Linked DNA regions of Canis lupus: region 2 is linked to region 1. The links are chromatin contacts, called in public Hi-C maps. All regions are on one chromosome and are shown on one strand. Each heading gives the region's core, a stretch centred on a gene start, on an enhancer-like site or on the middle of the called end of the contact. The rest is flanking DNA. Distances are from core to core; before and after follow the strand shown.

Region 1 (5,760 bases), core at 2,220-4,719:
TCCCCCAGCACTGCTCTCCCCTTGTGAGGACATGCTCCAAAGTCAAGTCAGTGGCAAAGTAGGACTTGGGACCCAGGGCGCTGACACCACACCACACCCACACCACTTAGAGGCACACAGTTGAGAGCCCAGCTCAGGAAGGAAAGGGGCCCTGGAGGCCAAGTGTATGGGTCAGGTTCCTGCTGGAAAGAAGGCTCCTGGGTCGGGAGGGAGAGGGAGGTGGGAGCAGGCAGTGCGGGGCAACCAGGGAAGCCACGTCAGCTGAGAAAGGGAGGGTCTGTAGGAGAAGACGCAGGCGAGGGGCACTTGGAACCGGAGAGCCTGCAGTCTTCCAATGCTGGGGTCTAAGGCCTGGGAACCTTTGGCTCAGATGCTTCCTAGAAGGAGGGACAGAAGAAGGGAGAAAGACAACCCAGCTTCTCAGGGCTCAGAGCAGAGTCCAGGCCGGGGCTCCAAGGGGGGCACACGGGTAGAGGCCAGAACCCTGGGCTCCAGCCACCTGGCTGTGGGGCTGAGTCTCTCTGTCTCTCTGGCCTCATCTCAAATGGTGGATACAGAAAAAAGGGAGTTCAGGGATGTGGGTGGCATTGGCTTGAGGGCATGCTTTCGCCCCCAACCTCCCCTGTACTTCAGGTAAGTGTGGGAAAAGAGGAAGGTCTCGGCAACCAGAGGTGCCCTATGGTAATGAGAGGCGGGTAGGGGTCTCTCACCTGCTTCTTGCTGCGCCCACACACACACCATCTGTAGGTTTTCCCAGCTACCAACTCCACCTTGATGGGCGCTTTCAGGGCCACCACAGACTTGGCTGGGGTTTTAGGGAACCATCGGCTCTGTGGCAAGGGAAGACGAAGGGCTTGGGGTCAGCCCATGTCCTGGAAGCAACTTCCAGCCTATGGACTTGTCCAGGTTCCCTGTGGCTCTGGCTTATGGCAGGCTTCCTCTGCAGGAGGCTGATTTGATGCCACTCCACAAAGACATTCCCCCAGGACAGGACCCTGAGCTCCAGACAGGGAAGAGATTTCAAGCCCATGCAGGCATTCTAGTTTCTGGGGTGCCCAGCTGCTTTCCCCAGGTGGGAGTCCAGGATCCTGGCAGCCTGGGGCTGTGTTTGTCAGGCACTGCCATTCCCAGCCGGGAAGCCTGGCTCCCTGCCCTGTGCCCCCTGGTCACTCTACCTCCCCTGAGCCATCGGGGAAGGGAGCTGGATAGAGGCAGGGCATTCTGAGGTTGGAGTGGGGAAGCAGAGCTGACCGTTTCTCGTTTCTTCTCTGGTCTCTACCTTTGGGGGTCTCTGGGCCGGGGGGACTTGGGGGAAGGGAAGGGGAAAGGGGTACTTACCAGCCAGGAGGAGAGGTCGCGCCTCTGGCTCAGCCTCTGAAAGGTATGCAGGCGTGACTAGCCAGGCGGTTTGGAAGCGGAGGGAAAAAAAAAATCAGTGGAAAGCGTTGGAATTCCAGAGGGAAGTCATCTGGGAGGGAAGAGACGCCAGGGATTCGGGGCGTAGGAGAAAGCAGAGGGTAAGAAAAAGAGGGTCACAGACAGGAAGTGGAGTTGCTGGGAGGTGCTGGCTGCATCCCGCCCGGCGCGGCGAGGGAGGGCTGCGCGGCAGCGGGCGAGGCGGGACTCGGGGGCGCTCAGCGGGGGACGGACGGGGCTGGGGCGCGGGGCCGAGGTGCTCACCCAGGCCGCAGGCCGCACGGCCGCCCCCACGCCACTCATGCCGGTCCCCGCCGCCGCGCCGCGCCCCGCCGGCTCCGCCCCGCGCCCGGGTCACCGCCCGCTCCCGCCCAACGGGCCGGCCCAGCCTGCCGCGGCCCGGAAGACGCCCCGGGGCTCCGCGCGGTGGGGGCCGGGCCTGCGCGGTGGCCGGCCCCGGGGAAGGGGGAGGGCTGCGCGGGGGCCGTCCGGGCCGTGCTCCCGTAGCCTCGCCGCCGCGTGTGGGCGGGGACCTCCCGGGAGCCGGCGGCTCCACGTCCTCGCCCGGGGGCTCGCGTTGCGAACGGATTCCCGCCGGGCACAGGTATCGGAGTCTTCCTCAGGAACCTGGGGGGCTTGCGCTTACCGCTCTGTGAACTATTACGAGTGCTTCTAGAAATACGACAGACCACCAGCCGCAGCCCCTCCCCAGGCTCCCACAGTTGGCACTCCCCCGCCTTCCCCTTCAGTAAAGCCAGACAAAGCAGGGGTCTTTGGATTTTTTTTTTTTTTTTTGTAAAACATTCTTTTATTAAAAGAACAAGTGCTGTTTACGAACTGCCCTTCGTACAAATAACATCCGTTATACAAAGATACAAGATCCGGGTTATGCACAATTCCAGGCTTGGAAGTGAAAGGAGGGGGGCATTGCCTTTTGGGCTGAGGATATAAAGGAGGTTCTAGAAAGAATGTAAAAGGAGCCCCTGGGTTTGCAAACTCTGGCTTCCCCTCCCTGCTCCCCTAGGAAGGGTCTGCTACATTGAGACAGGCTGGGATGGCTAGGAGGGAACAGGGCTGGGAGTCAGGATTTGGGTCTCCAGTCCTGCCACCTGAGTCCCAAGTTGGGCTGGAGGAAGTGAACAAAGGGCAATGAAGGCACCCCTCAGTCCCCAACTTTTCAGTAGATCAAGTCAAAGTGGTTGGAAGCTAGACACACTTTGAATCTGGATTGATGTGACTGGAGGGAGCCAGGGTATTGTGCCCCACTTCCTCCAAATTCCCCACCAAAGTCACCTTAATCCCTCTAGGCACCTCTCCCTGGGGAAAAATAAATTGAGATAAAGGACAATTGGGAGCAAGCTGCCTACTCCTAACTTTGGCCCACTGCACACACCAAGAAGATGCTGGAAGTTGGCCAAGGGAGCCTGTGCCTTTGAAAAGTTGTCTGCATTTCCAGTTTGGATGAAAGGAAAATGTGGAGGTTACCCTTTCTCAGAGCTCACCCCTGGCTCTGTATCCCCTCACTCGTCCAGGCCCTTCCCTGGAACTCAGTATAGGCATGGGTGGGGAGCTCTCAGCCTCAAGGTTAGAGCACCAGGAGGCAGTGGGAGACCCAGGAGCCTGAGGGGAAAGACACACACAAATAGGAAAAAACTTAAAAAAAAAAAAAAAAAAAAGCAATCTTTAAAGTGTCATTGTCTACGGAGAGGATCCATCAGCTCTGAGCTAAGACTATCAGTGCTACATAGACACCCTCCCACCCCAGGGCCAAGCCCAGCCCCCCCCCCCCCACAGGGACAGACAGACAGCCACATGGAGGTGGTGCAGTGGGGGGCGAGAGAGCCCAGGACCAGGAGGCCAGGGTCCTGAGGGCTGGTCCTGGCTCTGCCCCGAGCCCCTGCCCCTCCTAGGCTTGGAGCTATCACCTGTGAAGCAAGGAACCGGTTTCCAACCACCCCTAAAGACAAGTCCCTTCCAGCTCTGATATTCATGCACCAGTCGTGACCTCAAAGCCAGACAGGGGTTCTGCATGCACACCCCTCACACCTCCACGCTGAGCGTGCTTACACACGAAGCTCCTCTCATGCATTTTCAGACTCAATTTCCGTCCTGCAAACCACATCCTTTCTCTCTGCTAGGCAGAGAGACCTACAAATCTGTATTTTTTCCCATTCCCCATCCAAATTCGTCCTTGAAAAAAAAGGAACAGGGGATGGGAAAGGAGGGTGAGGTCAGTAATAGCCATTCCCCTGCATTGGGATCCAGATCTCTAGAACTTTCCTATTATAAAGCTCCCTCTGAAGAAGGAAATGCACTACTTCTCTCACGCCCTGCCCCCTGGCAGAAATAGAGGGACAGCAGCGATTCATACCCAGCCTGGGTCCCTTCTAATCTAACCTAACCTACCTGCTGCTGCACCCCAGCCTGGGGAAAGCTGAAAAAAACATAGGCTCTTGGAGATGAGAACCCCAGGCTCTCGGGTGCTGGGAGGGAGGGGGAGGTCTTGGTTCCAGTGCACTAAATCCTAGGGACCCCTCGCTCTCTGCCACAGCAACCTTGGAGTGGACTGGCTTCCCTCAGCATCCAGAACAGAAGTTGACTTCAGCTCCTAGTGGGTGTGAGTGTGAATGAGCAACTCTTCTAAGAATCTCTGAAGGTTATTTTCAGTGGTTTGGGGGCAGGGAATTAGAGAGCTTAATAGATGAAGATGAATAAAATGCTGAATCCTATCATTTCTTTCTAATTGATATTTAGCCTTAATAAAAAGTGAGTATTTCTGAGGTCATCACAACTGCCTTCCCCCCACCCCCAAGCCCTTGCAAGTGCCTAAGAAATTGCCTCTGAAGGATTCCCACCCACCCCCTCCTTTATCAGCTCCCTAACATCTTACAAAGTCTTATCAACAGGAATATTAATATTATTTTCAGTATCAGAAAAAAACCAGTTGAGCAGCACAGGCAAAAATATATCTGCACTACGTTTCTGTCGTTGCCAAAAATATACACATCTTCTTTTCTTTATTTAAAAAAAAAAACCAACAATAACAAAAACCCAAACAGAAACACACACAAAAAATCCACACATGCAAAGACTGACGAGACATGAGCATCAGGGAAAGCTGGAAACGCCTTCTCCTGGCTCCAACCCCAGTGCAACTGAAACAGAGACACAGGCTTCCCCCCACCACTCTCCTGGCTGCCCTACTGGCCCCTCGGCCTTTGCCACCAAAGGCTCTGAGCAGGTGGGGGCTCTTTTAGGTGAGAACTGCCCCCTCCACCCTGGGGAAATAGCTGGTGGGGGAAGGGATGGCTGTCAGGTCAGCTCAAGTGAAGGCTCCTGGCTCCCATGGTTGGTCGGGGCGGGAATAGGGTGCCAGGGAAGCAAGCTGGCTAATCCTGGGAAGGAGGTTTTCTCTGCTGAAGGACGTGGCACTTTACCCCCCACCCCTGCCCCATCCCCCAGATCCTTGGGACTCCCCCTGTGCCAGTGAGGCAGGACCAGCTATCAGTGGGGGAATGAGAGCTCTGAAGGGGGCAGTGAGGCCAAGTGGGGTCTGGGGGAGGGAAGGCAGGATATTACCCTGATTCAAAGCCCCCAGCCCCCATTACTCTCCAATAGTGGAGTACTGTTCTGGTTTTTGTTAACCATTCACGCCCCAGAAAGGGACCAAAGTTGGTGAGGTGGGGAGGGTGCAAACAAAAGTTGGGAGCCCCCTTCTGGTGCTGCCTCATCTGAGCACTGCTCCTATCCCTGCCCTCGGCGGCCCCAGGCCCAGGGGGAGTCAGTCAGACAGACAGACAGACACACACACACACACACACACACACACGGACACACAAGCACACACGCTCTCTGAGTCAGGCAGCTCCATCTTCCCACCCTCCGCACTCCTAAATCCAATAGTGCAAACAAGGGGCAGGGCCCCAGGGGGCTGGGCCTCCTCCCCCTGCGCTCCCCCAGCCAGTCACCTGGGGGCTCTCGACAGGTGGGGAGGCTCAGGCTAAATCTGAGGCCCTGCTGCCCCTTCCTCAGCTCCCTAGTCTGTGGGCTTTTACAAGCTCAGCTTGTAACCGTTGTTGGGGGGGCGGGGGAGGGGTACCAGGGAGACAGTCCCAGGGATCTCTTCTGCCATCTGCCCAAGCTAGGAAGAAACTGCAGGTAAAGCAGGGCCACCCCTTCTTTCCTAAGAGATTTCCGCGCACGAACAGGCCCAAGCCTGTCCCCCTACTTCTCCCCACTCAAGTGCTGATCCATTTTCTGTGGAGGGTCCAACCAACCCCCCACTTATGCCATAACCCACTTTGCTCTTGGAGGACCTCAAAGCATTACTGAGAGTGGGGGCTC
Region 2 (5,760 bases), core at 1,753-4,252, 36 kb after region 1:
GAGAGAGAGAGAGGCATAGGCAGAGGTAGAAGCAGGCTCCATGCAAGGAGCCCGATGTGGGACTTGATCCCAGGATTCCAGGATCATGCTCTGGGCTGAAGGCAGGTGCTAAACTGCTGAGCCACCCAGGAGTCCCAAAATCCAAATTTCTTATCAAGGCATTCAGGCCTTTGAGTTCCTGCCCTCCGTCCTTATCACTGTTCAGCCACACTGACCTACTTCATTCATTTATTAAAAATACAGTCATGCATGGGATGAGTGGCTGGTTGGTAGAGCAAGCGACTCTTGATCTTGGGGTCATGACTTCGACCTCCACATTATGCATAGAGCTTACTTTTAAAAAATTTAAGGGGGGCAGCCTGGGTGGCTCAGCGGTTTAGCACCGCCTTCAGCCCGGGGCCTGATTCTGGAGACCCGGGATTGAGTCCCACGTCAGGCTCCCTGCATGGAGCCTGCTTCTCCCTCTGCCTGTGTCTCTGCCTCTCTCTCTCTCTCTCTCTGTTTCTCATGAATAAATAAATAAAAACCTTTAAAATAAATAAATAAATAGATAGATAGATAAATAAATAAATAAAATAAGGATAAAAAATATAAAACCACGATCATTCCAAAATATCATCCCACAGATTACTAATGCTGGCCCTAAAGGAAGAAAATGCTCCTTCTCAATAAAGAAATCAGCTCTCACCAATGGGACCTACCAGTCAGTGGTCCATTACAAAGGTTCGAACTCAGGGATTGAGGAGATGTAGCGCAATATGAAGGAAGCATTACCCATGAGGTATTTTTGCTAGTCTAGTCAACCTGAATCTAATCAAGCCTATAGATCTAATTTCCAGTTTGTAGGAAATACAGGATAAACAACACCACGAGGAAGCAATCAGAGAAATCTAGAAGGTGGGACATGATGTCTGTAATTTACTTAAAATACTTCAGCAATTCAACAACTCAATGGCATGGGGGAAGAAGTTGTTCTAGATTTAAATGAAACTTAAGAGACATAACCAATTGCAATGTGTGGACCTGATTTATATTCTAGTTGGAACAGGCAAAATGCAAACACATTTTGGGGGGATAGTCTGAGAAATTTGAATATGGTCTGGGTATTGGATGATATTAAGGGATTATTGTTAATTTTGTAAGGTGTGGTAAAAATATTGTATTTTAAAAAATATTTAATTTATTTGAGAGAGAGAACAGGGGAAGGGCAGAAGGGGGAGAGAGAGGGAGAGGGAGAAAAGGAAGGGCAGAAGGGGGAGGGAGAGGGAGAAAGTCTCAAGCAGATTCTAAGCTGAGAGCAGAGCCTGATGCAGGGCTCTATCTCAGACCCCGAGATCATGACCCAAGTAGACATCAAGAGTCAGACGCTCAACTGACTGGCTCCCAAATCATAACATCATATTAAGAAAACTTCCTATTTAGGGATGCACAGTCATGCAAACTCTAAATCACTTGAAAATATTTCAGCAAACATGATAAATATGCAAAATGTTAATAATTATTAACATAATTGCCCATCTAGATAATGGGTATATAAGGGTTTATTTTACTGTTCTCTGCTTTTCTCTAGGTTACAGATGTGCATAATTAAAAAGATTTTTAGGAGTGCCTGAGTGGCTCAGCCAGTTAAGTGTCTGCCTTTGGCTCAGGTCATGATCCCAGGGTCCTCGGATTAAGTCCCACACTGGGCTCCCTGCTCTGAGGAGACCCTGCTTCTCCATCTCCCTCTGCCTGCCAACTCCCCCTGCTTGCACGCTCTCTCTCTGTCAAGTAAATAAATAAAATCTTTAAAAAGCATAAAAAAGATTTTTAAAATGTATTTGAGAGCCAGGGATGTGTTAAACACTGAGCTAAGGCAAAGTCTAATGTGCTTCCTGTCTACGTGAAACAGAGCGTGGTAGGGGAGAGGTGAATAATGTTAATCACAGTAATGAATAAATAGTGACAAATGGGTGAAAATGATTTGAAAGAAGATACATAGGTTTTGAGGGGGGATAAAGATGGAAGCTGACCTGGTCAGGGTTTGGAGGAGTGGGAAAGGTTTTCTTTGAGGAAAAAATGATTTAGTGAAGCTCTGAATGGGAGCAGATATTGGCCAGGTACCTGTGAAGGCAGGTGGGGGGGAAAGTTTGCAGTTGGACGGAACAGTATGTGCTAAGGGGGGAGGAGTGGAGGGAGCTTGTTGCTTTAGGTACTAGAGGAGGTCTAGGTGGCTGAAGGGATAGACGATGGCACAGGGAGGTGGGAGGTGGAAGGTGAGGGTACTCATCCCCTCTTCCCAGGAGGACCAGTGGATAGGGTTGTCAGACTCAGGTAATCCTGCCTGTGAGCCAAATCAATTATTTCACTCTGCATCTGGAAAGCAGTGGGAAGCTATTAAAAGGTTTTGAGCAAGGGGTAACACAATCCAATCTGTGGCTTAGAAAGATAACTGGTGACTACGTAGAGGGCATGGTGAGATGTGGGGGTTCTGCCAGCGTAGGTGGAGTAGAGGTAGGCAGAAACAGACATGGCCATGTGACTTGGTGAAGCATTGGCTTGGAGGTGCCAGGATGACCCCAGGGTTTCTGGCTGTGGAAGTGGGTAGATAGAAGAGTCATACACTGGGACACGTTTCCCTGGAAGTGGAACCGGGTGGGGGAGCAGTGGAGGCGGGTTGCTGATGATCTGGGACAGGTTGATATTGCTGGGCTTTTGGGACACTTGAGCTAGAGGCTGGGTGGGCAGTGGAATGTCTTGGTCAGAGCTGAGAAGAGAGGTGTCTGGCTGAGCCCCCCGGTGGATGGATGCTGATTGTGGAGTGGGCACAGAAGAAGGTCCAGAGGAAAAAAAGAGAGAAATTCTGGACAGAGCCTTGACGTTTGGGCTGAGGTGGGGAGAATGAGCCTGCGCCCATACCTCGAAGGAGCAGCCAGCGAGGCAGGACAGCAGGAAAGCAGTGCCCGGGAGGTGAAGGACTATAGAAGGTTCCTAGAAAGAGGAAGTGGCCAATCATGTGGATGTTGTTGAGAGGTCAAGACGAGAGAACTGGCAAGAGCTTGCCAGTTTTGATGAGATGGACGCCACTGGGACCTCAGCAAGAGCTATTTCGGTGGTGGGTGGGGGTGGAAGCAGATGGAAGTGGGTTGAGGAGCAAGTGGGAAGTGAGAAACGGAAGACAGTGTGTAGACAGCTCTTGGGGGGAAGTTGGGCTGTGAAGGGGAGGACAGAGGGATGGGGGCTAGAGCCTATGGGGTCAAGGGAAGACCAGGCTCTTTAATGGGAGAGACGTGCTGATGGAGTTGCCTGTGTGAGAAAGATAAGGGATGACTCAGAAGGCGGATGTGCCGGGAGTGATGCCAGGGCGCCCCCTCTACTTAACAGAAAGAGATGTTGATGGCTGCTAGTTGGCAGCACATGGGACAGGCACTTGCTTGCCTCTGTTCCTTACCCATAATGTTTCCTGGGTTGGAATTATTGTCTCATGCTTCCTTTGGCATTCCTGTTCATCCTTTAGAACCTACGTGGGAGATCACCTTCTCTGAAAAGACTTCTCTTTCATATAGTTACTCTGACTTGACCGTTCCAAGGACCATGGTCATCCTCCTGTTGCTCCTTCTCAAATTAGCCTGTAATGTCCATCTCCCCAATCAGCTGCGTCCCCAATCAACTCTGAGTACCCACGGCCTGGCCTGGGGCTTGCTACAAGGGGTGGAGGGTGCTCAGTGACTGTGGAGTGACTAGACGAATGAAGTACCTATAGATATATGGAGGAAGGGATCCCTGGGTGGCCCAACGGTTTAGCGCCAGCCTTTGGCCCAGGGCGTGCTCCTGGAGACCCAGGATCGAATCCCACGTCGGGCTCCCGGTGCATGAAGCCTGCTTCTCCCTCTGCCTATGTCTCTGCCTCTCTCTCTGGGGTGTGAGTAATTAAAAAATTAAAAAAAAAGATATGTGGAGGAAGTAGAGCAGCAGGAGGGCAAGCCTGGGATAATTCTCAGGTTTGATGTGGAGCAGGGGTGGGAAAAGGAAAGAAACAGAAAGGAGAAAGGCTAGTTTATTGCCAAGAACACTGGCATTTATCAAGGGCTTCTAATAGACCAGGCATTAAAATTAAGGGTTTCTTATTTAATCCTCACAGAATCCCCAGGAGGAGTACTGTCTGTTTGTACATTCCCTGGCTTCCCCTAGTTTACTAGAATGTAAACTCTCTGAGGGCAAGGAGCTGTCCGCCTTGCTCACTGCTGTGCCTCTAACACTAGATAGGCACACAGGTAGGGTTGCTAGATGATAGACACACAGGACGTCTGGTTAAATTTGAATTACAGAGAGAAAATAATTTTTCTATGAGCACCTGGGTGGTTCAGTGGTTGAGCATCTGCCTTTGGCTCATGTCATGATCCTGAGGTCCTGCAATCTAGTCCCACATCAGGTTCCCCACAGGGAGCCTGCTTCTCCCTCCGCCTATGTCTCTGTGTCTCTCATGAATAAAGAAATAAAGTCTTTAAAAAATAATTTTTCTAGCCTAAGTGTGTTCTCTATTTTTTGTGCTACATTTGGCAATCCTGCACATAGTAGATGCTTAGTAAATATTGTTGAATAAACGTTGCTTGATTGAATGATGCAATGGGGATGCAATCAGTAAATTCCAGACCATGGGAATTCTAGATGACAGCCTCATATCTTCAATGACTAAACTGTAAGGAGAAAATAAAAAGAGTTAAAGAAGGAATTTCTAAATTAGAAGTAAGAGAAACATCAGCCACTTGAAATCCTTCTTTGGATTCTAATTCAAATAAGGCAAATTATGGGCAGCCCGATGGCTCAGAGGTTTAGCGCCGCCTTCAGCCCAGGGCCTGATCCTGGAGACCTGGGATTGAGTCCCACGTCGGGCTCCTTGCATGGGGCCTGCTTCTCCCTCTGCCTGTGTCTCTGCCTCTGTCTGTGTCTCTGTGTCTCTCATGAATAAATAAACAGAATCTTTAAAAAAAAGGCAAATTATAAAGAAAAAAATATTATAAAATAATTAGAAACTTGAACGCTGGCTGGCTATTTGATGATATTAAAGGTTGAGCATTAATTCTTTTTATCCTCTAGTTCCTTTTAGATTTGATAGCATTGGGGTTATGTTTACTTCCAAAGAGTCCTTATGTTGTAGAAATGTGAATTGAAATATTTAGGAATGAAATTGTATGATATCTGAGATTTGCTTCAAGGCAATATGGGGTATGTTCTATACCTTAATTGTAGTGTTTACATTCATTCATGAAAATTCTTTGAAAAAAGAAAAAAGAAAACTCTTTGAACTGGGCACTTAAAATGTACGTTTATTGTATGTAAATCATACGCCAGTAAAGTTGATTTTTAAAAATGGGAGTAGGGTAGGAAGTGGATGGGGTAAGGATGAAACAAGGTTGGCTGAGTTGATAAGTGTTGAAGCTGGATGTTGGGTACATGGAAGTTTATTATGCTCCTCTGTTTATTTTGTATGGGTTTGAAAATTTCCATAATAAAGCACTTTTTAAATTGCTTGAAGGAAGATGCTATTTCTATTTTACAGATGAAGAAACTAAAGCAGAGGTTAAGTAACTTGCCCCTGAATTACACAGCTGGTAAAATGATGAGTCAGGAATATGAACAGACCATCTGAGTCCAGAACTTAAGCTATTAATCATGGTTACAGGGCAGCCTGGGTGGCTCAGCTGTTTAGCGCCGCCTTCAGCCCAGGGCCTGATTCTGGAGACCCGGGATCGAGTCCCATGTCGGCCTCCCTGCATGGAG

The links. Hi-C and Micro-C count contacts between places; a contact is called where the count stands out from the background.
Region 2: a contact with region 1 is called in a Hi-C map of blood, with 4 times the contacts expected there. The contact joins two enhancer-like sites. A contact is called at or near these places in 5 of 9 Hi-C or Micro-C datasets (amygdala and blood).

What each region holds. Positions count from the first base shown.
Region 1 is chr9:23,456,907-23,462,666 of UU_Cfam_GSD_1.0, forward strand. It overlaps MLLT6 (protein AF-17), which reads right to left. Exons shown (of 21, transcript XR_005364431.1): 19 at 1,339-1,395; 20 at 711-830. Among named protein-coding and RNA genes, the nearest start is that of PCGF2, 16 kb to the left of the region's middle. Within about 2 kb of position 3,470, at least 2 of the 20 cell types and tissues checked have an H3K27ac peak or open chromatin away from gene starts, as enhancers often do. A contact at or near this core is called in blood, where this site is marked.
Region 2 is chr9:23,493,764-23,499,523 of UU_Cfam_GSD_1.0, forward strand. No RefSeq gene overlaps it. Among named protein-coding and RNA genes, the nearest start is that of EPOP, 6.3 kb to the right of the region's middle. Within about 2 kb of position 3,003, at least 1 of the 20 cell types and tissues checked has an H3K27ac peak or open chromatin away from gene starts, as enhancers often do. A contact at or near this core is called in blood, where this site is marked.